Regions from separate parts of the Mus musculus genome. Here all the other regions are linked to region 1. Evidence: chromatin contacts called from public ChIA-PET, capture Hi-C and promoter capture Hi-C data. All regions are on one chromosome and are shown on one strand. The core of a region is the stretch at or near the end of the contact, and the rest is flanking DNA. Distances in the headings are between cores, read along the strand shown.

What was found. ChIA-PET counts read pairs in DNA pulled down with a chosen protein or histone mark. Capture Hi-C pulls out chosen DNA fragments and counts their contacts.
Region 2: a contact with region 1 is called in a capture Hi-C map of macrophages, with 4 times the contacts expected there. The contact joins the promoter of Il4i1 here to the promoter of Snrnp70 in region 1. A contact is called at or near these places in 1 of 39 promoter capture datasets (pre-B cells), 1 of 484 Hi-C or Micro-C datasets (cardiomyocytes), 3 of 115 datasets of contacts at active chromatin or transcription factors (bone marrow-derived macrophages, effector CD8 T cells and pro-B cells) and 1 of 9 other capture datasets (macrophages).
Region 3: a contact with region 1 is called in an RNA polymerase II ChIA-PET map of memory CD8 T cells, with 19 read pairs. The contact joins the promoter of Emp3 here to the promoter of Snrnp70 in region 1. A contact is called at or near these places in 4 of 39 promoter capture datasets (hippocampal neurons, liver, pre-B cells and 1 more), 2 of 115 datasets of contacts at active chromatin or transcription factors (memory CD8 T cells and pancreatic cancer cells) and 1 of 9 other capture datasets (adipose tissue).
Region 4: a promoter capture Hi-C map of liver shows a contact between it and region 1, with 2.4 times the contacts expected there. The contact joins the promoter of Ptov1 here to the promoter of Snrnp70 in region 1. A contact is called at or near these places in 1 of 115 datasets of contacts at active chromatin or transcription factors (pancreatic cancer cells) and 1 of 9 other capture datasets (liver).
Region 5: a contact with region 1 is called in an RNA polymerase II ChIA-PET map of memory CD8 T cells, with 7 read pairs. The contact joins the promoter of Pold1 here to the promoter of Snrnp70 in region 1. A contact is called at or near these places in 2 of 115 datasets of contacts at active chromatin or transcription factors (memory CD8 T cells and microglia) and 1 of 9 other capture datasets (pancreatic islet).

Annotation. Positions count from the first base shown.
Region 1 is chr7:45,393,905-45,399,085 of GRCm38.p6, forward strand. It overlaps Snrnp70 (small nuclear ribonucleoprotein 70 (U1)), which reads right to left and starts at 1,838. Exons shown (of 10, transcript NM_009224.5): 1 at 1,605-1,838; 2 at 755-911. The coding sequence starts at 901.
Region 2 is chr7:44,833,269-44,838,110 of GRCm38.p6, forward strand. Il4i1 (interleukin 4 induced 1) reads left to right here and starts at 3,020. Exons shown (of 8, transcript NM_010215.3): 1 at 3,020-3,048; 2 at 3,236-3,269; 3 at 3,363-3,598; 4 at 4,108-4,220; 5 at 4,721-4,842. The coding sequence starts at 3,257. Il4i1b (interleukin 4 induced 1B) reads left to right here. Exons shown (of 9, transcript NM_001171024.1): 3 at 683-824; 4 at 3,363-3,598; 5 at 4,108-4,220; 6 at 4,721-4,842. The coding sequence starts at 788.
Region 3 is chr7:45,919,897-45,924,558 of GRCm38.p6, forward strand. Emp3 (epithelial membrane protein 3) reads right to left here and starts at 1,530. Exons shown (of 5, transcript NM_010129.2): 1 at 1,346-1,530; 2 at 393-508; 3 at 39-141. The coding sequence starts at 470. It overlaps Ccdc114 (coiled-coil domain containing 114), which reads left to right and starts at 4,319. Exons shown (of 15, transcript NM_001364168.1): 1 at 4,319-4,490; 2 at 4,602-4,662. The coding sequence starts at 4,624.
Region 4 is chr7:44,867,577-44,872,132 of GRCm38.p6, forward strand. It overlaps Ptov1 (prostate tumor over expressed gene 1), which reads right to left and starts at 2,092. Exons shown (of 12, transcript NM_133949.2): 1 at 1,775-2,092. The coding sequence starts at 1,945.
Region 5 is chr7:44,545,789-44,550,807 of GRCm38.p6, forward strand. It overlaps Pold1 (polymerase (DNA directed), delta 1, catalytic subunit), which reads right to left and starts at 3,027. Exons shown (of 27, transcript NM_011131.3): 1 at 2,967-3,027. It overlaps Nr1h2 (nuclear receptor subfamily 1, group H, member 2), which reads right to left. Exons shown (of 10, transcript NM_001285517.1): 8 at 4,957-5,019; 9 at 4,512-4,720; 10 at 3,828-4,343. The coding sequence ends at 4,197.

The DNA of each region.
Region 1 (5,181 bases), core at 588-3,087:
AAGGAGAAATCTACAAGACCATGAAAGAATGTATTCCCCCCACCCCCCAGCCAAAGAGTCAAAACAACAACAACCCACAAACAAAACAAAATCGACAGAGGTGGATCACCTAACCCTGGAGAGGCAAAGGCAAGCAGATCTCTTGAGTTTGAGGCCAGCCTGGTCTACAGAGTGAGTTCCAGAACAGCCAGGGCTACACAGAGAAACCCTGTCTGGGGACTTAGGAGTCAGGGTGGAGACACAATTGCCAATGTAACCAATTTGGCCAATCACTTGGGCTAGGGACTACCACATCCATACAAAAGATATTCTTAACCCTACAAGGAAATGAGCCGCTCCTGGAAGCACACACCCATTACATGCAGCATTTACATGACTGAGAAAGGACTGCCATAAGATCTAAGCTACACAGCAAAACCGTATCTCAAAACTCAACGAAAAGAGGTTAGCACTATGGTTCTGCAGGCTAAGGCTCTTGCAGCCACGCCTGACAACCTAGGCTTCATCTCTTGGACCCACAAGATGGAGAGAATGGCCTCTTTCAAGCTGTCCTCCGACATTCACAGATTTGCACATACACCCACATATACAAAAGTATAATTAAAAAAATTAAAATGCACACAAAAGCACAAAACATGATCAGAAAACGTAAAAGCCACATGTGTGAACCACACAACTAAAACTGTTTTGAAGCCGAATGCCTCAGGGTAGCCTGCCCCATCCAGAGCTAAACCCTCCCTCCCAACATGCTCACCTCAAACTCTCGGATGTATGGTGCAATGCCACAGTAAGGTTGGTTATGGTGTTTTTCATGTGGCAGCTTTTCCAGGGGTGGCAGGTATGGGATGGGATCTCGGGGTGCAAAAAGGGCCAGAAGGTTGGGAGGCAGAAACTGTGTCATCTTGCCAAATCTAAGACCAGAAACGTTATGTTAGCATACTTTACTTAGCACTGCTTTCTTTTAGGCCCCCTTCACCCAAAACAAACAAACAAACAAACAAACAGGTGTGAGATTTGGAGACGGATGCTGCTATCCTGGTCAAGGGAGTGACCAACATCTGCTTGAAGAAAAGCTCTTGGTAAGAGCTGAAAAACTTAAGGCTGGTAACAGAAAACAAAGGGGAAAAGGAGTAGGAGGTGTGGGACCCAGGTCGAAGCCTCGCGCTCTAGAGGTTGCTCGCTTCATACCTTTAAGATTATGAAGTAGGGATTTCAAGGGAGGCCATAAGGATAATATCCAGGAAGCCAGGGGCCTCTGCGTAAAATATCTAGGAGCCGAGAGACGAAAGGAATTATGGGTAGAGGTCCAGGATGCGACCAAAAAAAAAAAAAAAAAAAAAGGCGAGAAAAAAAGGCAACACACAAACCGCAAGGGCCTGTGGGTAGGGGACCGCAGGAGATTGGGGGAGGGGGATCCTGAGGGAAAGAAGGCTGGAGTGCCCAGAGAACTCTGGGTAAAGGATGGGGGACGCAGAGGGAGAAGTCAAAGGCACTAACCCGGGAAACGGGCCACAGCAGCGGGGAAAGGGTTCGGGAACCCCGCAAGGGCTTGTGGGTAGCGGCCCCACTCCCCGTTAAGGCCTCTCATTCACCCACTCACTCACCGCGCGGCGCTCTCCTCAGCCTGACGTTAGCCTCAGGCCTCGCGGCCGCCCTTCACAAACAAAAACTCCCGCTCCGACTTCCACTTCGGCGGCGCCCGCGTCAGGTAGCTTCGGTGGTCCGCGCAGCGCGCGCAAACCAGACCTCTCCTCACAACCCGCGCGGCCTCAGCTCGCGACCAGAACTGGGAGTGGAGACGACTCGAATCCCTCCGCCTTTCGCAATGCGCATGCGCCGTACGAGTCAAACGACACCCTCACAGCAGTCCAGGCCTTACCAGGGGCACTGCGCATGCGCCAAAACTGTACTCATTCTGAAATGGCTAAACATCCGCGGCCCGGCTGTCGTACTGCGCATGCGTGATCGGACCTAGGTCGGTCTCAGCCTCGCGCTCTAGCTAACCGCCTATGACCGCGAGACACTTATGGAAGGTCCGCCCTTTCTCCTTACACTTCCCGGACCTTGTGCGCATGCGTCTAAGTGATGCACCACGTCGCATATCCTTCCGCAGCCTGTCAAAAAGTGCCTGCATGAACAGGGTCTTTGCGTTTACGTTGGATTTGACAGGAAACTCTTGCCCGGGTAGCGGTTGTGCACGCCTTTTATCCCAGCACTTAGGAGGCAGAGGCAGGCGGATTTCTGAGTTCGAGGCCAGCCTGGTCTACAGAGTGAGTTCCCGGACAGCCAGGGCTATAAAGAGAAACCCTGTCACAGGGAGGAAAAAGAGAGAGAGAGAGAGAACTCTTTCCCAAAATTTTTGTATGTGCTAGCCACCGTTTGGCTCATGATAAAATAGTCATCTCTTTGGCTCAGTGGTTAAGAGCGCCGACTGCTCTTCCGAAGGTCCCGAGTTCAAATGCCAGCAACCACATGGTGGCTCACAACCATCCATAACGAAATCTGATGCCCTCTTCTGGAGTATCTGAGGACAGCTACAGTGTACTTACATATAATAAATGAATAAATCTTTAAAAAAAAGTCATCTCTTCTTCCTGGAGCTCATATTGTTGAGAGAAAAAGATAAATCTGTTTTGTATTATTTTTCCTTTTTATTTTGTCTTTTATTTTTTTCTTTCTCAGAGCTGAGGACCAAACCCAGGGCCTTGCTCTACCACTGAGCTAAATCCCCAACCCCTACTTTTCCTTTTTAATGTGTTCTGTTGTTTTTATCTTTACTTTTTTTCAGACAAAGTTTCACCATAGCCAAAGATGTCTTTGCATTTTGTATCAGTATGTATATTTTATCTTTTTATATATATGTGTGTGTGTGTATATGTGTGTGTGTATATATATATATATACACACACACATATATATTTCCTGTTTTCTGTACACCAGGCTGACCTTGAACCCACTGACCTCTGCCTCCAGAGTGCTGGGATCAAAGGCATAGAGCACACAATTCCAGGCTTTTTCTTTTTCATTTTCTCTTCTTTCTCCTTCTTCCTTCTTTCTTTTGTTTCTTTCTTCTTCATTGGAGACAATGAAGGATCTGGAGAGATGACTCAGCAGTTAAGGGCAACTGGCTGCTCCCTCCCACGGTCCTGAATTTGATTTCCAGCAACCACATGATAGCTCACAACTATCTATAATGGGATCTAATGCCCTATTCTGTTTTATGCTCTCTGTTATGGAGGCATACAGGCATGTAGAGCGCTCATACACATACATACATACATACATACATACATACATAAATTTTTAAAGTAAAGCTGGGCAGTGGTGGCGCAGGCCTTTAATCCCAGCACTTGGGAGGCAACGGCAGGAGGATTTCTGAGTTTGAGGTCATCCTGGTCTACAGAGTAGTTCCAGGACAGCCAGGGCTACATGGAGAAACCCTGTTTCGAAAAACCACACACACACACACACACACAAAACTTTAGAGTGCACTGCCCATAGAGCAGCTCAGGCTAACCCTGTCCATCTCACTCCCATATTAATGGGATTACAGGCTCCTAGATTATCTGAGTTTGGGATGGAACCTGGGGCAACTCTACAAAAAAGTCCTCTCCACCCTGACCTTCACCTCTTGGCAATCCCCCTGACTCAGCTTTCTATGTGCTGGGTTTACAGAATTTGCCACTACCCAGGGTTTGTAGTTTAAAGGCCAGCCTGTGCTACAGAGAAGCCTCTCTCAGGAAAACAAAGAGAGGAGCTGGGGAGATGGCTTCTGTATAAGGAGCCGAGTTCACCCACATGCCCCTCCTCTGCACCTGTAAAAATCTCAGCACTTAGAGCGCTGTCTATAACTCCAGCACGAAAGATGGAGAGGGGAGGATTCCTCTCAGTCGCCAAGAGTTTAATTCCAGGTGGAGTGAAAGGCCTGGATAATTAAGGTGGAGAGTGACTGAGGAAAACCAAAAACTCGGTGGGGCCTTGACCTCTGATCTCCACCCCAACCTGCAGTGCATGGCTGCACACAACTTTAGTCCCAGCATTTTGGAGGCAGAGGCAGGTGAACCTCTGGAATTTGAGGCCAGTCTGGGCTACATGTCCAGTTCCAGGTCTAGATGTAGATCTCTATATGACAGAGAGACCAAGTCTCAAAAAACAAAAACAAACTTACAAGGTAACCCAAGATGGCATTGAACCCTTATGTAGTGAAGGGTGTGTTGACATTTTGTCTAGGCTCTGCCCCGCAGTTACTTGGCAGCAGCCAGGTGTGCCTGACTCACTATAAAAGGGGCTGCTTGCCCCCTCCTCCCTCTCTTGCCTTCTTGTTCTCCCTCCGTCCCTTGCTCCTGCCCCACCCCCACCCCTCTCCATTTCCCCTCCTGCCTCTCTCCCCACGTGCTCATGGCCTGCCTCTACTCCTCTACTCTTTCTCTCTCTGCCTTTCTCTGTCTCTACTACCCTCTCAGCTCCCCTCCCCATGCCCTGAATAAACTCTGTTTTATACTATACCATCGTGTGGCTGGTCCCTCAGGAGGAAGGGATGTCTCAGCATGGGCCCGCAGAGGCACCCCCACACACACACCTGGTTGCAAAGCCACCAAACACATCCCTTCTCTATCTCTTTATGAGCCACTACAGGATGGCCTTGAAATTCTGGCCCTCCTACTAACATACACTCCCACTCCCAGGTCATAAAAGTGGTAGGGATTTAAACTCAGGACGTTTTGTTGATTTGTTTATTTTTTTTCCTGGGGGTGTTGTTTGTTTGTTTTTTGTTTTTGTTTTTGGGAACAGGACTTCTCTTTAGCTCTGGCTGTCCTGGAATTATCTCTTTAGATGAGGCTGTTCTTGAACTCACAGATAGCCACCTGCCTCTACCTGCCAAATGCTGAGATTAAAGGCCTGTGCCAAGGTACTAGGCTCTTTCATTAATTTACTCTCCCTCATCCTGACAGAAGTTTACCCTCTGTACTGCCTAGTTTTGTGTCAACTTGACACAGGCTGGAGTTATCACAGAGAAAGGAGCTTCAGTTGGGGAAATGCCTCCACGAGATCCAACTGTAAGGCATTTTCTCAATTAGTGATCAAGGGGGGAGGTCCCCTTGTGGGTGGTGCCATCTCTGGGCTGGTAGTCTTGGGTTCTATAAGAAAGCAGGCTGAGCAAGCCAGGGGAAGCCAGCCAGT
Region 2 (4,842 bases), core at 1,770-4,269, 560 kb before region 1:
CCTCCCAAGTGCTGGGTAGTTCCTATCTTGGAGGGTAGAAGTTGGCTGCCTGTGGCCTTACCTTCTGTTTGTCAGTAAAACTTTTTGGAACACAGCCATATCCTCATACATTGTAAAACAGACTGCTGGCTATAAATCCTCAAGTATTCACAGGGAAAGTTGACCATTCCTGTCACTAAGGAAACATCTTAAAAAAAAAAAAAAAAAAAAAAAAAAAAAAAAAACACATCCTACAGATAGTGTGTCTGAAAGGTGATTCCAAATAGTCCCATGTCACAGGGTAAGCAGGGGGCATGGTGGCATGCCTGTTAGCCATGTCACAGGGTAAGCAGGGGGCATGGTGGCATGCCTGTTAGCCATGTCACAGGGTAAGCAGGGGGCATGGTGGCATGCCTGTTAGCCATGTCACAGGGTAAGCAGGGGGCATGGTGGCATGCCTGTTAGCCATGTCACAGGGTAAGCAGGGGGCATGGTGGCATGCCTGTTAGCCATGTCACAGGGTAAGCAGGGGGCATGGTGGCATGCCTGTTAGCCATAGTCTTAAAAGGCAACGGCAGAAGAATGGCCTCAGTTTTGAGAACAGCCTAGGCCACAAAGTGAGACCCTGTCTCAAAAAACCAAAACAAAAATAGGCATTCTCTAGAAAATCCTGCCACAGCCTACCAACTGCTCTTCCTATCAGGACCTGGCTTCTCTGGCCTAGCAAGGCTGTAGGAGAAAGCTATCATTCATCCTGGTTCTGCCTGCGCTAAAGGATGACCTCAGTTCCAGGCTGACCAGCAAGGCCATGGGCGCCAGGAGAGCCCCACAAAGACCACCATGCAGTGAGTGTCCCCTTTCTGGGGTAGGGAGGCAGGGTGGAGGCCACAATTGCTCTGTTCCTGTCCAGGCCTGGGTCACCCTACCCCCTCCTTTGGTGACACTGAATTCAATCCACTAGACTTCAGACTGAAAGCTATGCAGTTAGGTCCCAGAGCCCCTCCCACTATCCCTGCCCCTAGGATTCATGGGAGGCACCGCCTGCCGGGATGTGGCACTGTTTCTGTGGATTGGATACAAGCCACAATGGGCAGGGGATCCCCAAAGACCATTTCTACCTAAAAGGCCCATAATGAAGCTGGGTTTCCCAAAGCCAGCAACAGCTGGTGGGTGTGTCACAAATGTACACACTAGTGTCTGGGGTCCTGCCTTTGTTGCAGGACACTTACTTGCTTGCTCCTAGCTTCTGATTCCATGCCCTGCCTTGTTCCCAGGACCTCAGCATAGCCAGGAAAGGAGTCTATCCCAATGGTGCCCCAACCCTCGGCACTCCTGATTTACATTCAATAATACCATTGGCACTAACATGGGATTTGGGAGTTTTAAATATTTATATTTTTGAGGTAGGGTCTCATTGTAGCCCAAGCTGGCCTTGAACTCTCCTGATCATGGGGATAGACTGGGATGATAAATACATGTGGTCACACATAGCATCACTAGCTTGGGATTTGGCAACAATACCTGAATCCATTCTGTTTGCTCCTCAGAGCTTCCTAGGGGAACAGGTGTAGCTCCGATCTCTGACCAGGGACCCAGAAGTGTTCTCTTGAGGCCAGACGTGCTTCAAGGGTTAGGAACACTGACTGTTCTTCCAGAGAACCAGGGCTTAATTTCCAAGACCTTCCTGGGAGCTCACAACCACTGGTCACTTCCATGCCAGCAGATCCAATGTCCTTCTCTGGCCTCTTTGGGCAACAGACAGACATAAACATGGTACATAAACATTCATAAAGGCAAAACTCAACCACATAAGTGAAAACTTTTAAAATTCAAAGCTGTAGTCCCTGTATGCCAGGCCTACCTTTACTCTTACCATGGCAACTTAGGGCTGTCTTACTGGTGCAGAATGAACTCCAGAAGCTGAGGAGGAGCACTGGCAACAGATGCTGCTGGTATTCTTGTCTTCAGGGAAGGGAGGGGGTCATAGGGAGTTTGAGGCCAGCCTGGTATACAGAATGAAATCCTGTCTATAAATAAGTTGAAATGTAATGGCACACACCTTTAATCCCCACACAATGGAGGCAGAGGCAGGTGGATCTCTGATACCAGGACAGCCAAGGGGTACACAGAGAAACTATCTCAAAGAGCCAAAATAAATTCCAGGCTGTGAAGCAGATGTTGCCCACTCCACCCTCCTCCCAGGACTGTCAGTTCCTCTGTAAGACTGAGACCAAGTACTGTGCCAGAGTTCTGCCTGACCTGAGGTCTCCAGCCTGCATGACTGCACTTGCCACAGAGCACACATATACACCAACCACCATCTACTTAATGGGCTCTGGAGTTCCCCAGCCTGCGCTCTCTGTGATTTCCCACCCTAGCTGTTCTCCTAACCCATCTTCTCCCCAACCCCAAGGAAAACCCCCTGCATCCTGTTGCCTCACCTCACCAGTTTTGGCAGAGGCTTCTAGGGTCATTTCTCTGAGGTGTCAGTCTAGAGTCTGCTGCCCAGCAGTACTTAAGACAAAGCAGGAAGGACAAAGGACAAGTGGCCACTTAGCCATCACCAACCAGTCCTGCCCATGTTCCTGCAGCTGCAGCAAACAGGTTCTGGACCTGGCCAGGTGCTATATGCAGGCCCTGACCTGGCTCCATTCCTGCCATTGTGCTGGACCATGTGACATGAGTAGGCCTATATGGGCTTCAAATGTGAAAGGCCCCAGACTTGTGTGTGCCCATTTCATACAGACATTCTTGGAGAGATGGGGAGGGGATGGGCAGACCCAAGACAAAAGTCCAAGAAGCCTAGAGCACAGGGTCCACCATCAACACTGCCACCTGGGTGGGTAGTCCCCACCCCCAGCTTCCCCAAAGCTATTTGAAGCAGGAAGAAGAAAAATAGACTGAGTTACTTCCTCCTGTGATATTTATTCCCATCACCTCCCCCAGCATCTGACCCTAGCTCAGGAAAGCACTTTTAATTCCCGAGGGAGGTGAGTGGGCGGGGCTGGCTACTTTTAAGGGGAGAGTCGCAGAGGCTCTGCTCTGCAGTCCTGCCCAAGAGAGCTGAAGGTAGAGCTACATGGAGGGTGGTGGCAATGACTGGAACCCAGAACCCAAGGCTGGAAAGCAGGAGGGGAGGGAGCCAGGCCATAATGGTCAAGATTAGGTCTGGGGAAATACATGCCCAGAGAGGAAGGAGGGAGACAGGCTGGGGATCCCTGGCCCCACCACATTGACCCCCTACTTCTTCACTCAGACAGCAGCTGCCACTTGAGCCATGGCTGGGCTGGGTAAGTGAGCAGCCAAGAGGAGGAGGGAGTGCTGGGGTTACGGCTGACTCCTGCACTTCTGGTGCCTATGTGCTGACCCTGTCCTTTTGCCAGCCCTGCGTCTTGTCCTGGCGGCCACCCTCCTTGGTCTGGCAGGCTCTCTGGACTGGAAGGCAGCCTCCAGCTTGAACCCTATTGAGAAGTGTATGGAGGACCACGATTATGAGCAGCTACTCAAGGTGGTGACCTTGGGCCTCAATCGGACTTCGAAGCCCCAGAAGGTGGTAGTGGTTGGTGCAGGCGTGGCAGGGCTGGTAGCAGCCAAGATGCTCAGTGATGCAGGACACAAGGTGAGAAGTGCTGCCTGTAGTCCTCAGGGAGCCTTTCCTGCTGCTGGTGGGGAGTCCTGGGTAGTGTGACGGAGAGAAGCTACCCTTTCCTAGAGCCCCCATTTCATTGACCCACTGCACTCCACTTACCCGTCCTGGAGGGAAGGCCTACTTCCTCTTCTTAATGTAACTGTCAAGAGTTGAGATGGGGATTTGGAGGTAAGGGGCCTGAGAAATCCTCAAGGGAGAGTATCCCTCACCTAACCCTAGGAATGAGATTGGGCCAGCCCCAACTCTTCTGTACAAACTAGGAAATCCCCCTCTTCCTGCCTTAAGCTGGGAAGTCCCTCTACAGTCCATCTGCTAGTCTTCCTGCTACAGTCTTGAGACCTTTCTTTCCGAGCAGCCCCTCCTACCCAGAAGAAAGGCCCTTCTATTCTAGGTGTCCTTTACTATTGGGGGCAAGACAGGCAGGGGCTAGTGGGAATGTAGTGAGGGAGCTGAGGTCCCTGTTGGCCGCTTTTCTTTAGGTCACCATCCTGGAGGCAGATAACAGGATTGGGGGCCGTATCTTCACTTTCCGGGATGAGAAGACAGGCTGGATAGGGGAGCTTGGGGCCATGCGAATGCCCAGCTCTCACAGGTGAGGTCCCACCTACCCAGGCAGCAGAGCCCCACCTCTACACCAAGGTTTAGCCAGAGCCCAGTTCCATACCCACTCCCACATTTTGCCAACTCCCGTCCCAGATTCAGGCTCAGCCAATCCCAGCCTCATTCTTGGTCTGGGCTCAACCAGAAGCAAGCTCTATCCCCAGTCCAGGCACCAGTATCTGTGTTTTGAGGTAATGCTTATAGAACTTTGGGCTTCAAGCTACACCTCCAACTCATCTCCAGTTTCACCCCTATTCCCACCCAGTCAAAAGTTGGGTCTAGACCTTACTTCCACTCACACCCCTCAGTAATGCCTTCCGGAGAGCCCGGGTGATCAGTGCCCTAGCCTGCAAGCTGCCTGAGCTCTGCCCCTATCCCCACCCCGACTCCTGAGCCAGCCCTCAGGTCCCCAGTGAGTAGTCTGATGCCCATCTCCAGTGGCCCTCTTATGGTGCCAGGCCAGGCCTCTCTCAAGCAGCCTCCCACTTCTAGGATCTTGCACAAGCTCTGCAGGACCCTGGGCCTCAACCTGACTCAGTTCACACAGTATGATGAGAACACGTGGACGGAGGTGCATAATGTGAAGCTGCGAAACTATGTGGTGGAGAAGATGC
Region 3 (4,662 bases), core at 280-2,779, 530 kb after region 1:
CCTGGCAGGCCTTCCCCTGCCCTCAGCCATATGCTCACCATTCTCACTGACGTTACTGCAGGCCCATGTTTGAGTGGTGGTGTTCCACGTGCAGTCATACCACAGGTTCAGGGACTCTTTGTCTGGGAGAGTCCACCAGGACTGGAAGGGACAGAGACCGGGGAGGGTGAGGTGAGACACAGGACAAAAGATGTCAGGGAGAGTGGGGATGACTCCTGATGGCCAAATGCATGGGCTAGGCCAGGGGAAAGTACACACGCAGAAGTAAGAGTAGGGAAGGGGAGGAGTGGGGAGGAGGAGGCACAGAGGTAGGGAGGAAGGGAAGCAGAGGCAGGTAGGTGGGGTCTTAGAGATGGGCTATATCTGGGGTTCCCAGTGAGCTGGAAACTTACCTTGTCCAAAGTGGCCACAAAAAGCAAGACAAGAATGAGGATGTGGAGGGCAGAGACCACCAACAGGAGGAGTGACATGGCTGCCAGATGTCTGGCTCAGGGCAGGAGAGGCAAGCCTGCAAAGGGTGGGAGCACTCAATCCTAGGGGAGGAGGGCTGGAGAATGGCTTTCTAAATCAGAGAGGAGGGCCAGGGAGGTAGGGAAGTCTCTGGTGTGAGGGAGAAGGGGAGTAGGCCGAGCAGTTCCTCCCTGGGGAGAAGGGCAAGCCAGGGGACTCCTGCTCTTGGAGGCGGGCAGAGACTGTCCTAGATGGACTTTTGGGAGACAGAGGAACGGGCAGGACTAACAGTGAGCTGGTGCATCTTCAACACTCTGTCCCTGGGCCGTGTGGGTCTCCATATGAACCATCAGGAGCAGGAATTGCCCCCGGGACAGGCATCCTTGACTCACTGACTCTCTTCTTTCTCCTGGAGTGAGTCACGAGTGACTCATCCCCCCTCCCTCCAACACCAGGGAAATGCCAGCCTCTGGCTGAGTCTCTGGTCCTCACCCGACCTGACTGCAGACCCCGGCTCTAGACACTCAGGGAGGTGGATTTGCAGCAGGGAGGGTGTGGTCTGAGTGGAGAGACCACCTCCTACCACCCTTCAGTGTCCAGAGAACTCAGCCAGCCCTGGGAGCCCTCCTGCACCCCTTCATCTAAGAAGGGAGTGGAAGACCCCAGGGAGAAGCCACAGGACATTCTTCATGGTGGGCTCTGTTGGGACAAGTCTCATAGACAGCTCTAAGCTCTCCTGTATTCCCACTACAAAGGCTGAGAGATCAGTTCTTCAATTACCAGTCTCCTCTGGAGCTAAGAGTGGAGGGTCTCTTCCTGCCTAAGGTGCCCCGCCCATGGTGCCATGCCGCCCAGTAAATAAAGCCCCATCTGAATAACGGATTGAAAAACTTACCGAGAGTTGCTGAAGAAGTCAGAGTTGGAGTCTGTCCTCGTTGGGCCTCTTGCCCCGCCCTTCTGCTCCCTCCTTCCACTCTGAGGCCCCCGCCTCCCTCACCGCCTTCCTCCCACCCTTTAATACCCACCCTTCTCCGTCTGCCTTCTCCCTCCCTCCCTTTCTCTCTCTCCTCTGGTGGTTTTCTGCTTCTCTCGACTCTCAATATATACCAACCCTTTTATATCCACTTTAGCCTCGCCCAGCTGAGGTCTCCAGTCAGGGGAGGGCACGAAATCTTGGTTCCTTATTCTCTGCCCACCCAGTCACACAGAAGGCATGTTCTGGGACCTCCTTTCAGGGCTCAGATGAGAAGTCCTTGAGGCCCTGGGGTGGAGCATGTTACCTTCTTGGACTGGATGCCTGCTCTCTTTGATGAAGTTTGGGGCAGAGTAGATGACACAAGAATCTGTAGAAGGCCAGATCCTGTGACACAGATCAAACTTTGGGCTGGCTCATGGCAGGACAAAAAGTATGAAATTACGGGAAGGAGCAGGATATAGCTTTAAAGAATGCCAATGTTGCCATTCCATGGTTGTGTGGCCTGGGATAGATTATTTCACTTACTTGGGCCTCAGTTTGCTAATCTATATAGTGGGTATAATACACAGTCAATAAAGAAAATAGACGGATGGCAATAATGACTAGGTGGGCAGATGCTAATTTAAAAAGGATAATCCTGGAAAGCTTCTTGGAGGAGGTGCTATTTGACCTGAGTCATTTGGATACTAGGGAGAAAATGTCCCAAGCTTTGAGAAGAAACGCTGGCCGTTTGGAGAGCAGACAGAATGGCCAGTGTGTCTGGAGCACAGAGAGCGTAGGGTGTGGTGAGCGGGACAGCAGAGGATTCACTTGGAAGTCATGGAGGAATCAGGATTTTACTGTAAGTGCTGTGGGAGGCCATTAGAATTCTCACAGCACTCTAGTCCCAGGGTTATAGTGTGAACTATCATTTATTCTCAGAGTTAGGGGCTGTGGGTGATGAACTAGGACTGATGAAGTTAGGGCTGGGGATCTGGATGATGGTGCTAGAGCTGGGTGTGATGACCTAAGCCTGCAGGGGTGAGTGACCAGCTGGCTTGGGGATTGCGAGACTGGGAGCTGGGTACCACACAGCACAGCCTCTGCAGCATCCATTGGCAGTGTGACCATAGGCGTTACTGATGACGTCTCCACTATTTTCCTTCATCTGTAAAAGAGGGATAGCATCGCGGCTAGCTTAGATCTAGAGCAGTGCCTGGTAATACTGTACAACTTAGAGCGGGCTTTGGAGCCCCGAGTGGAGTCGAGGGAACTCTGGCTCTAGTAATTGGAGAAAGGGCAAAGACTTGAGGCCAGTGCGTCCGGAAGCTAAAGTTTGGAATCTTAAATGAGGATGGATGGAGGAGGGGGACAGAAACAAGGGGAAGTCTAACTCTGACCCTGGAGAGAGTAGAGAGTGGGTCACTGAGGACAAAATTGGGGGGCTGGGATGGAAGCTTGTACTTCTCCATGATTGCAGGGACAGGAGGCTGCATCCCAGGCCTGGGAGGAGTGTGGACCAGGAGCAAGGAAGCTCCACTGGCTGAGAAGCCAGCTGGGATGTTTTAATATTCCTTGAGAGTTGAAAAAGTTCGGTACTTGGGGTGCCTAGGGGAGGCGTTTAGGGAATCCCCAACAATAGTGCCCAATAGAAGTGGAAGTATCTGGAGACACTAGAGGTAGGGGTGGTGGGATCTCCCCTGCCCAAGCCTCTAAGGAGCGCGGCATCGCAGCACTTCCTCCCACAGGAAACCGCAGGCGTCGGGCACACCCAGCCTTCAGGCAGTGGCGTCCACAGCCCGCTTGCAAGAGGACCACGTGGGATGAAGAGCTTGGCCAGATGGGACCGCTGGAGGTTCCGCCCACTCCCACTTCCGGCTCTGCCCTGCGTGGCCCCAAACCGTTGGTTGCGCATGCGTAGTGAACCTGTGTAGGAACTGAGATCGTGGTGAGCGTTCCTCCAAACCATGAATTTCCCAAATAACCAGTCCAAGGCACGCACTTCTTGGACCCCGAAGGACCCTGCCTAGTCCCAAAGTCTAGTCTTCTAAACGTTTCCCTTCAGTTTCCACTGCCCATAGTCCCGAGCCCCACGAGTGTCCCTCCCAGGCATTCAAGTCAATCTCCAGCACCTCGCTTGGCTCTTTTTAAATAACAGGGCCCGCCCCGCCCCCAAACCCAAGGCCCCGCCTTCTCACTAAACTCGCCGGCCGCTCCCTTCTAGTCCCCGCCCCTTACAGACCGTGAGCATCTCTCCCCTATAGTTAACGCTCTGTACAGGACTGATGCCACCCTCTGCTTGCAATCCTGCCCCTTATAGCATCCGAGCCCCTCCTCCTTTTATTAACAGCCTCTGGCTCCGCCTCTTAGTACTACACTTTCTCCCCTCCCCTTTTACAATGAGATCTTCCCCAGGCTCCGCCCTTGATCCTACCTATGCTCCTCCCCTTCCCCGCTCTCCTAACCTCCACTCCCTTGACTCCCCTGGCTCTTTCTATGGCGGGGATTCTCAACCTTTCTAATGCTGCGTCCCTTTAATATAGTTCTTTATGTTGTGTTTACCCGCCCTACCGTAAAATTATTTTTGTTGCTACTTCATAAATATCTGTAGTTTTGCTACAGTTATGTATTGTAATGCAAACATCTGTGTTGTCCGATGGTCTCTGGTGACTCCTTGTGAAAAGGTCGTTGGAGGCTACAACGGGGTCGCGACTCACTGGTTGAGAACCGCTGTTCTCTAGGGTCTTCTCAGCCCTGCCCCCGCCCACTCAGGCCCGTCTTCTGGCCTGCCCCTGCTCTGGCCTGGCCTCCTCTGGGTCCAAGACTAAAGTTGGCTGAGTCTTCCACTGATCTCTCCTGCCCGCCCCTTCCGCTGTCCTCAGGCCTTATTGGCCCCTTGTCTCCCCAGTAACCAGACTACAACAGTGAGAGTGGAGCTACAGCGACTGGTCAGGCACTCAAGCAGGTAGAACCTTGACCTCGCCTCCCACCCCACCCCAATCCGGCCGGGGTTCCGAGGTGCGGAGAAGCTGCCCAGGGACCGAGTCTGAGTCAAGCCGCAGGGTCCAGATTGTGTGTTTTTGGGGTGAGCGATATCCCAGTAGTCCTTGAAGGGTCGAGGCTCAGAGAGGCCGCAGTGCTGTTTGGTCGCTCTGTGCGCTGGCTTGCGCTCTCTGAGGCTGGTGTGCCCTTGCAGGAGCTCCACCGCTATGTCGAGGATGCGTTTGGGTCCACCCACCAGGAGCGCCCGCTCCGAA
Region 4 (4,556 bases), core at 842-3,341, 530 kb before region 1:
TCACCCTCAGGTCCAGACTCAAGTCCCTGGGCACACACTTCCGGTCCTGACGCCTTCCCCAGCAGGCCAGACCTCAAAGCTTGACCTTCAGATCAATCTGTCAGAAAACTGTGGGCAGCATCACCCCTAAGAGGAGCCTCCCACAAAGGATAGCCTTCACTGAGGACCGCAATGTGGCAGCAACCAGAAACCAAGTAAATAGAACACCCTGGAGGACAATTGGGGGGCGGGGGAGGGGGGAATCCTAAGGAAGCTAGAGTCTACCTGAACCAAAACGTTTACCTGAATGCATGCTGAACAGTGGTGCCAAACATGGCCACGTGTCCCCTCCTCCACCCCAGGGTGCAAACTAAACTCTTTTTCCGGCCAAAACATTTCCAAAAGACCAGTCGGTCTCCTGGGCCAGTCTCTAACCAGACTAGACACACTCCAGGCCAGAGACCCTTCTGATTGTCACCAACGCATCTCTGCTCTCTGCTAAAGCTCGTGAGTCCTTTATACCCGGTGTGATGACAAACCAGAAAGTTCTCCCGGTGACTTAAGTAGCAGAAGAGCCTAGGTCTTCACTGCTGAGGGGCCTTCCTGATGGTTCTGCAGACCCAAGCCCTCAGGATTACAGCAAATCCGCACACTGGCTGCCTGGGCTGGGTGTGCAGTGAGACACTACAAGTGTCAGCATGTACACCACCACACAGTCGGTGAAAATCAGGCAAACACACTTAGGAACCTAAACAAAATCCAAAACTATTCAAGTGCGGGGTGAGGGATAACCATTAAGAGGCTTGTGTGTTTGCCTGCACCCAAAAACACCTGTATGCCCACAACAGCAGGGAAACAAACTAGGAACATGAAGCCCACTAAGCGCCAAGTTCGTGTTTACGCATGCCTGATTTGCTGTTTGCGCACTGCATGGCCAGAGCCAAGTCACATTTGTAGAAAAGGGACACATATGAGGACCCCAGGAAGGGCTCCCAACACCAAGAGAAAACTTCAAGCCTAGGCTGTACTACAGCGAGGGGTGTGTCTGCGTTCCTCAGGTGATCCAGGCGACAGACCCGCCTCAGCTCCTCGGAGAACAACGTCGTCAGAAGTCTGAAGTGGTCAGTACCACGCCAGGGAATAGCTTACCGCTGGCCAAGCATGCGCAGGTGTGGCCACGAGTCCACCATCACAATGGGGGCAATTTTGTTGCCCCAAGAAAATCTCAATGTTTCTAGAAAGTGCGCGCACGTTTACTGAGTGGACAAAAAGGTGACAACCCCACGAACTTACAGAGCTGAATATTTACCTTAAGCTTTATCTTAAGGCTTAAGGTCTGGGCTAGCTGCGGGGCGGGCGGGTATGCAAATAGAGGGACTGTCCACAATCGCCATCTGGCCCCGGGGGACAACGCCCCCGCGAGCAACAGCTGGGCGCGCGTGTAAGCGCCGGGCTCCTCCACCGGCCGCTTCGCGCATTTCCAGACCCGGAGGCCGAGGACCAACTTTGCAATTGGAAAAACAAGCGTGCACCCCAGGCGCCCCCCGCGCGCGTGTGCAGCCGGCCGCGCAGTCAGCAGTAATTCGAACCCGCCCCGCCTCCGTACCCCGCCCCCCGCCCAGCCCGCCGCGCAACAAAGGGGAGCGCCCAGAGCCGATCAAGGACTGATCCCGGACCCCTGGGTGCGCCCTCCCGCGGGAGGCCCGTGGGCGCTGCGGACAAAGGCGCCCGCCAGGGGAGGGGTGGCGGGGCGGGGCGTGCGTGGAAGGCTCTGGAAACAGGCCGTGGGACTCACCATGGGAGGGGCCGAACGAGCCCGGATCCGCGGTGGCTGCGGGCCTCGAGGACCGCCAGGCCAGGAACGTGAGCGCACGGCGCGGACGACCAGGGGCCGCGGTGGCCGGCCACGACCTCCGAGGGGGCCCCCGGCGCCGGAGCGGTGCGGGGCACGGCGCGGGCGGACCATGGCGGGTGGGAGGCCGTGGGCCTCACGGGGGGCTGCGGGTCCGCCGACCGACAGGCGCGGGCGCGCGGCTTCGGGGAGAAGCGGAGCGGGACCGCGGCGGGGGACGCGCCGCTGAGGGGTCGCCGCGGCCGAACCACTGCAGCGAACAGGGGAGCCCGGCGCCAACCAACGCGAAGCTGGGGGGAGATGCGGGGGGGGTGGGCTGGCGCCTACCAACGTGGAAGAAGAGGGAGAGCCGGGACCAACGCCGGGGAGAGGAGGAGCCGGCGCTAACCAACAGACTATGGAGCTGGGGAGCCAGCGCTGACAAACAGGGATGGAGGACTGTAAGGGGGTGTGGCTGGAGCAAACCAAGAAGGTCAGGGAGGGAGGGTTTCAGACTTGGAAATGACAAGAGAGAAACTGTGCTACAAGAGTTCGAGCTGGTGAGACAATACCAAGTCCTCACTGCTGGAGGGACAGAAGGCGGTAGACAGGATAATGGGTGGCGCGACGGAACCTACCACCAGACTGAGGGGTAGATGTAGGAACCAGGCGTTCTTGCCTCTTGGAGGCGGTGACGTGGCAAGGTGGCTAAAAGACTACAACTTCCAGCGGGTCTCTCGCAGCCTGGGCGTGACCAGCATAGCTGCTGGCCCATTTGTCCAGGGTCTGCCCACTGTTGCTTGGGCCTTCTAGCAGTTGCCTTACCCAGATCACGTTCTTGATCTGAAAGGACTGTGCAGTGGCATTTCTTGCTTCCGTTTGTTTTTAACCTGTGATACTATCCAGCCTTAGATTATCTGCGCTCGATGTAAGTGGCGTTGTGTTTACGCAGTGTTAGCTTATGCACCCAGGCTGACCTCGAACTCCTAAGCCTTCTGTCTTCACCTTTAATTGGGTGTGCACTACTACACGTGGCTGTTAAACTATATATAGGGTGCTGAGGTTTGAATTTATAGCCTCTTGCATGCGAGAAGTTCCCTCCTGCCTTCTTTTAAACTAGAAAACCTATTTGGACTATACTTTGTTCTTCCTTGCTGATTCATACACTACTTTAACCAAATTATATCAGGCCCCTGACAGCACACCCAAGCTATGATGCCTGTCACCTGGAGCAAATGTCCTGGCAGTAGGCTGGCTTTTTAAAAATCTCGTGTTTTATAATTGATTTAAAAAGCTAAACTGGAAGGTGAGCAGCAAGAGAGGTCACCTGGTCCTTGTCTGCCACCAAGCCTGACAACCTGGGTTCAATTTCCCTAAACCCTATGGTGGGAGGAGCAAAGAGACCCTTACAAAGTGCTCCCTGAGCCCCACACAAGTCCTGTGTCACATGTGCACATAATTCAGAGTCTGCTTGCACTTCAAAGTGAGCTCAAAACCTGATTGGGCAACTGACTTAATACGACAGCCTTGTCTCATAATTAATAAACAATAATAATAGAGATTGAGTAGTGACACTAGGCATTAATTAAAAGGTACGGGAAGCCGGGCGTGATGGCACACGCCTTTAATCCCAGCACTCGGGAGGCAGAGACAGGCGGATTTCTGAGTTTGAAGCCAGCCTGGTCTACAGAGTGAGTTCCAGGACAGCCAGGGCTACACAGAGAAACCCTGTCTCGAAAAACCAACCAACCAAAAAAAAAAAAAAAAAAAAAGGTAAGGGAAAAGGGTCACACCAACTTCATGAGATTGAAGCCAGCCTGGTCTACATAAAAGTCTCCATAGCAACAACAGTAAGGAATCCAGGCAGAGCCCAAAGCCCACTAGTGGAGCAGGTTGGCTGCAAATGAAGTTGATGGCAGCAGTGGCAACAACTGATTTTGAAGCTGAGCCCAAAGGGTTTTGCAGGGCGACAGAGATAAAGGGTGAAGAACAAAGCCAGGACTTCACAACTGTCAAGGGCAAGCAGTTTCTTTTGTTTTTCATGACAGAGTTTGTCTGTGTAGTTCTGGCTAGAACTTGCTCTGTAGACCAGGCTGGCCTTGAACTCACAGCCACCTGCCCCTGCCCAAGTGCTAGAATTAAAAGCATGTACCACCACCTTCCAGACCTACTACAGATTTTATAATCCTTGCAAGTTTGTGGACAGGCAGGGCTAAACATTTGACAGACTGTCTCAAAAATGGGAGGTGCTGCAAAGACGGCTCAGCAATTAAGAACACTGCTCTTCCAGAGGATCCAAGTTGTATTCCAAGTACCCAGTGGCAGCTTCACAAATATGTATGATTCCAGTGCCAAGGGATCAGATGCCCTCTTTGGGCCTCTACAGGCACCAAGCACATACAGACATACATTCAGGCAAAACACCCATAAACATAAAGGAAACATTTAAAATAATTAAAAGAAAGCAAGAGAAAATCAGGTGTAATGGTGTAGTTACAATTTTGGGATTTTTTTTTTAAATTTATTATATGTAGGCACACTGTAGCTGTTTTCAGATACACCAGAAGAGGGCATCAGATCTCATTAGGGATGGTTGTAAGCCACCATGTGGTTGCTGGGATTTGAACTCAGAACCTTCAGAAGAGCAGGCAGTGCTCTTAACCGCTGAGCCATCTCTCCAGCCCAAGATTTTTTTTTTTTAACACTAATACTATGTTTTGTTTTAAACCCAGGTGTGGGATAAGGG
Region 5 (5,019 bases), core at 1,777-4,276, 850 kb before region 1:
CACACACACACACACACACACACGCAACTAAAAAGAAAATTCTTGGGGCTGGTGAGATGGCTCAGTGGGTAAGAGCACCCGACTGCTCTTCCGAAGGTCAGGAGTTCAAATCCCAGCAACCACATGGTGGCTCACAACCATCCTTAACAAGATCTGACTCCCTCTTCTGGAGTGTCTGAGGACAGCTACAGTGTACTTACATATAATAAATAAACAAAAAAAAAAAAAAAAAAAAAAGAAAATTCTTGGGGGCTGGTGAGGTGGTTCAGAGCACTGGCTGCTCTTGCAGAGGACCTGGGTTCGGTTCCCAGCACCAGCTCATCAGTAACTCCAATTCCAGAGGATCTGACAGCAAGGGTTACTACAGGCACTGCATGCACATTGTGCTCGTATGAACACACAGGCAAACACTCCAAAGTATAAATAAATCAATCTTAAAAAGCTCTTGGACCAGAAACCTGCTAGCTTCTAGAGAGTGAGGAGACTGTTGGTATCTGAGGATGTATGGAGGAATGTTCTGGATGGAGTTTGCCTCCCACACACTTGTGCAGTTGACTAAATAGAAATCACACCTCAGTCAAAAACCACAGGTGTTAAAAGCTGCAAGCAATTCCTTATGCAAGGGTTGACCCTAATAGGTCAGGGCACATGAAGAACCTGATTTTACAAGGTTATTTCCGGTACCATTGTTTAAAATCTCTAAGGACTGGAAACCACCTAAATGTCCTCCCCAGGGGGACAGTTTCAAGAGTCCCTTAGTACTATTCAATGGAGTACTATGCAGCTGTATAAAGAAATGAGGAAGCCATACGATAATGTGAAAGGTCTCAAAGAGGCTTTGTCTCTAGTAGGTAAATCAAGGCGTGGAATGGCCTGCTTCTACTTTTGTTTTATATTTTAAAAAAGACAAAGACATCTAAAGAAAGGATTATCCTGCGGCTAGTTACCTGGGAAGCCTAGATGGGAGGATCGTGAGTTCAAGCTTAGCCCCACACTGTATTGCAAGATCAGATTTTAAAAAGCTGGGGGGTAAGGCTCTGTGTTTGGAGTAGGGACTGCAGGTGCCCTGCCAGTCTCCTAAGTATAGGAGAAGCCAGTCAAGGAAAGGCAGGCAGGACCTGCACTGCCCCATGTCGAGCTGGCAGATCAGGTCCCTGTGCTGATGCAAGCAGATGCTGCTTTTAGGGGACCCTGGGTAGGGTGCTGGTGGTGAAATATCATGCCAGCTACAACTTCCAAACAGTTCAACCAAACACACAAGTTCACGCGCTGCACTAATAAAGCTGCAGGACACCACTGAGGACCACTGACATGGGGACATGGCTTTGCACTGCACAGAAAATGAGCATCCCTCCATCACCAGGTCAGGAAGCATGCGCGCGCGCGCGCGCACACACACACACACACACACACACACACACACACAGCTCCGGAAGGAGGCGGGGGAAGCAGTGGAGCTGGCTCCCACAGACCAGAGTGGGAAGGCGGTGCTATGACAAACAGTAGCTTCGCCAGTAAGTCACTCACAACATACCTCCCAGATATAAGCCAATCCATACTGGATCTGCCATTACCCATAATCCAAGCTGTATGCCTCAAAGGCAAATTCAAAGCCAAGTCTGAGCTAGAAAGCCTGAGTCTCAAAAGCCAGTAGAGGTCTGGGGGTTTAACTCAGCAGGGCTCAATACTGAGTCCCACCCCAACCCCTCACTGAGGGATTCTAGGCTGTACCACTAACTACATCCTGGCTCTCTTATTCATTTTGAGACATCATCTCACCAAGCTGCCCTAGCAGGCTTAGAACATGCCATCCTCCTGCCTCCAAAGGCTGAACAATTGTTTCATGTCACCTCTCCCAGGGCTGCCAGATCCAAGGATTCCTGTACCTCTCCTGGAGGGGTGGCCCCTTAAGCTCCTCCACTCCCACAAACTGCTTCTGTCACCTCAGTCTCCCCTTTTCCCGGACAGGGATGTTCTTGGAGGCACAACGTTCCCATTCCCCTCAGGACAGTCAGACCCAGGTGCAAGCCCCACTCGCTAGAGGGATGCTCTCTGAAGCTGCAGCATCCTGCAGGACAGCTGTCTTCACTCCCACTCCCGCTGTGGTGATGGTGGCACACTAAAACAGTAACCATTCATTTTCCCCAGGGTACCTCACACACTGCCAGCTTCACACCTGGCTCCTCCCCTGGGACCCTGCAGTGACAGTTGCTCTGGGACTGTGGGATATGTCTCACCTCCCCCACCAAACACCAAACTGGGTAAGCAGACTGTCCCATCTAGTATCAATTTGCTTGTTCTATTTAGTATATAAAGCATCACATGGGGCCCGATGTGACAGCGGAATGGATATTTGAGCTTGTTGGCCAAGCTGAACAGCCTGAGTTAGATCTTAGGGAATCCACATAGCGGAAAGAGACAACGCCACAAAGTTGTCCTCAGATCTCCACGTGCGCATCATAGCGCACGCACTAAGAAAAAAAGAAAAGGCTCTAAGGCATTACTTTTCCTCCCATTCCTACTTTTTAAAAAAAATTTGGGGTTTTGAGGCAGGGTTTCTCTTGTGTATCCCTGGTTATCCTGGATCTCACTCTGTAAACTAAACTAGCCTCAAACTCGGAGATCCGCTTGTCTCTGCCTCACGAGTGCGGGGGATAAAAGTGCGCCACTATTCCCGGCTCATTCCTACTTCTTGCTGGACTTTCTGATACCGTCGCCTTGTCTCTCGAACAGCGGAACAGGCACCAACGCCCTGCACCTCCGGCCCCTCCCTCCTGGCTAGCGTGCACGCCGCTGAGCCCACACCCGGACAGTCCAGCGCACCCCAGGTCCTAAGCTCCAGGGGATCTGTCCTTTGCATTGCCAGCCTTGCTCTATCCTTCCCCCAGCTGCAGACATTCTGCGAGCACTCTGCTCGAGGCGTCAGCTGCGCGACCGAGCGCCCCATACTCTTCTTCCTTACTTACCGCCTCAAACAGCTTTTCCCGCCACAAGATACGCCGCCGTGACCCCTGAACCCTCTGCGCGCAGGCCCAGAGCTGCGGCGCGCCCGCTGGGTCCCGCCCCTAGCCCGCTTGGGCGATCAAACCACGTCCCACTCTGGAGGACCCACAACCACGCCTCTCGCAAGTGGCCCCGCCCCATGACGCTAACGGAACAAGGACACGCCCCCAGCATCCTGGCTCTTAGGGGTTTGGCCTGCGGTCCCCGAGCGCCCACTGCAGGAGCGTTAGAAGACTGCCACAGTGGATGCTACCCTGATGCTTTGCTAGAAGCAAGCTTCTTTTCTGTTTTCCTCAGAGTCCCTACACGCCCAGGTTCTTGTATAACTTCTGTTGCCCCACAAATCATTTCCTGACTTATGACACTCATGGCCAGATGCAGTCCTCAGCTTTTGAAAACCTGGCCCTAAGAAGTGTTCTTTTGGGCTGGTGAGATGGCTCAGTGGGTAAGAGCACCCGACTGCTCTTCCAAAGGTCCGGAGTTCAAATCCCAGCAACCACATGGTGGCTCACAACCACCCATAATGAGATCTGATGCCCTCTTCTGGTGTGTCTGAAGACAGCTACAGTGTACTTACATATAATAATAAAATAAATAAAATTAAAAAAAAAAAAAAAAAAAAAAAGAAGTGTTCTTTTGAGACCCTCCTCTTAAAGTTCCTCTCCTTTTCCACTGGCCTCCATCCGCCTTAGTGTCTCAAACTATGCTGTATGAAGATAACCTGTCTTCGGCGGAGCGACCCCTACCCCTGTGGCCTGAACCTAGACCAAGCGCAGTCACCTGGGCAGAGAGATGGCCCACCCTCTCCACACTGGGCTCAGGAATGGCTTGTACTCAAACTTTATTTTTGTTTTTTTATTAAATAAAAGGGGCAGAAGAGAGGGCCTGTGGTCTCCCAACTGTGGGGGGCCACCTGCCCTAACCTCTCTCCACTCAAGGTGCATGGTGTGGTAGGCTGAGGTGTAAGCGTGGGTGGGAGGGCAGCTGGGAACGGTCAGAGGCTAGGACCTGTGACCCTCACCACTCTTGGAAGACTCAATGGGTGGGGTGGGGCCTTCTAGTGCCAACTGCCGCTGAGTTTGAGGCTGAGCCCGAGGGACTGGGCCGTGACAATGTCCTCCCACCCCAGGAGGAGAGGTGAAGAGTCCATCTTCAAGAAGACACCACCAAGGCTGGGGCACTTGTGGCTGCCCCTACTCGTGCACATCCCAGATCTCGGACAGCAAGGGCGGCAGCTTCTTGTCCTGGAGTCGCAATGCAAAGACCTGCTCCGAGTGCACGGAGCTGAGGGTGCGCAGGCTCACCAGCTTCATGAGCATGCGTGGGAAGCGGAGCTGGTCCTGCAGGGAGAGGAGGCAAGTCGGTCCTGCTGGGGCCCTGTCCTGCAAAGCCAGCTTTGTCTGGAAAGCCAGCACCCTGAGTGGTCAGGCCCCAGGCTCAGTGTGCCCAACATGTGCCACTGGACCCCAATACTGAGACTGCTCATATACAACAGGCAGCTCCCGTACCTGTGGGCGCTTGATCCTCGTGTAGGAGAGGAGCGCCTCCACGTAGGGCTGCTGCAGGGCCTCCACACGGCTGGGCTCCTGCACATTAGGCCGATCGGCTGAGAAGATGTTGATGGCGATAAGCAAGGCATACTCTGCATCGTCCAGGCCCAGCCGCCGCATGGCCCGCGAGAACTCGAAGATGGGATTGATGAATTCCACCTGCAAGCCTGCAAGAGCAGCCCCAGCCCAGCTTCACACCGGACCCTGGTCCCAGGGCACTCAAAGGGGAAGGAAGGACAGCCTGTGACAGTTACTCCGGCTTCCGCCCCACACAGACCCTGTGAGTGCCTCTTACACGATGCATCTGGCCTCGCTAAACATGATCTTTCCTTGCCAGTGCCTGCCTGGCCTGGAGGGCCAACGGGGCAGAAACCCCAGGACCAAGTCAGTGCCTTCCACAGACCTGCACGGTGGAAGTCGTCCTTGCTGTAGGTGAAGTCCTTCAGGAACGTGATGCATTCTGTCT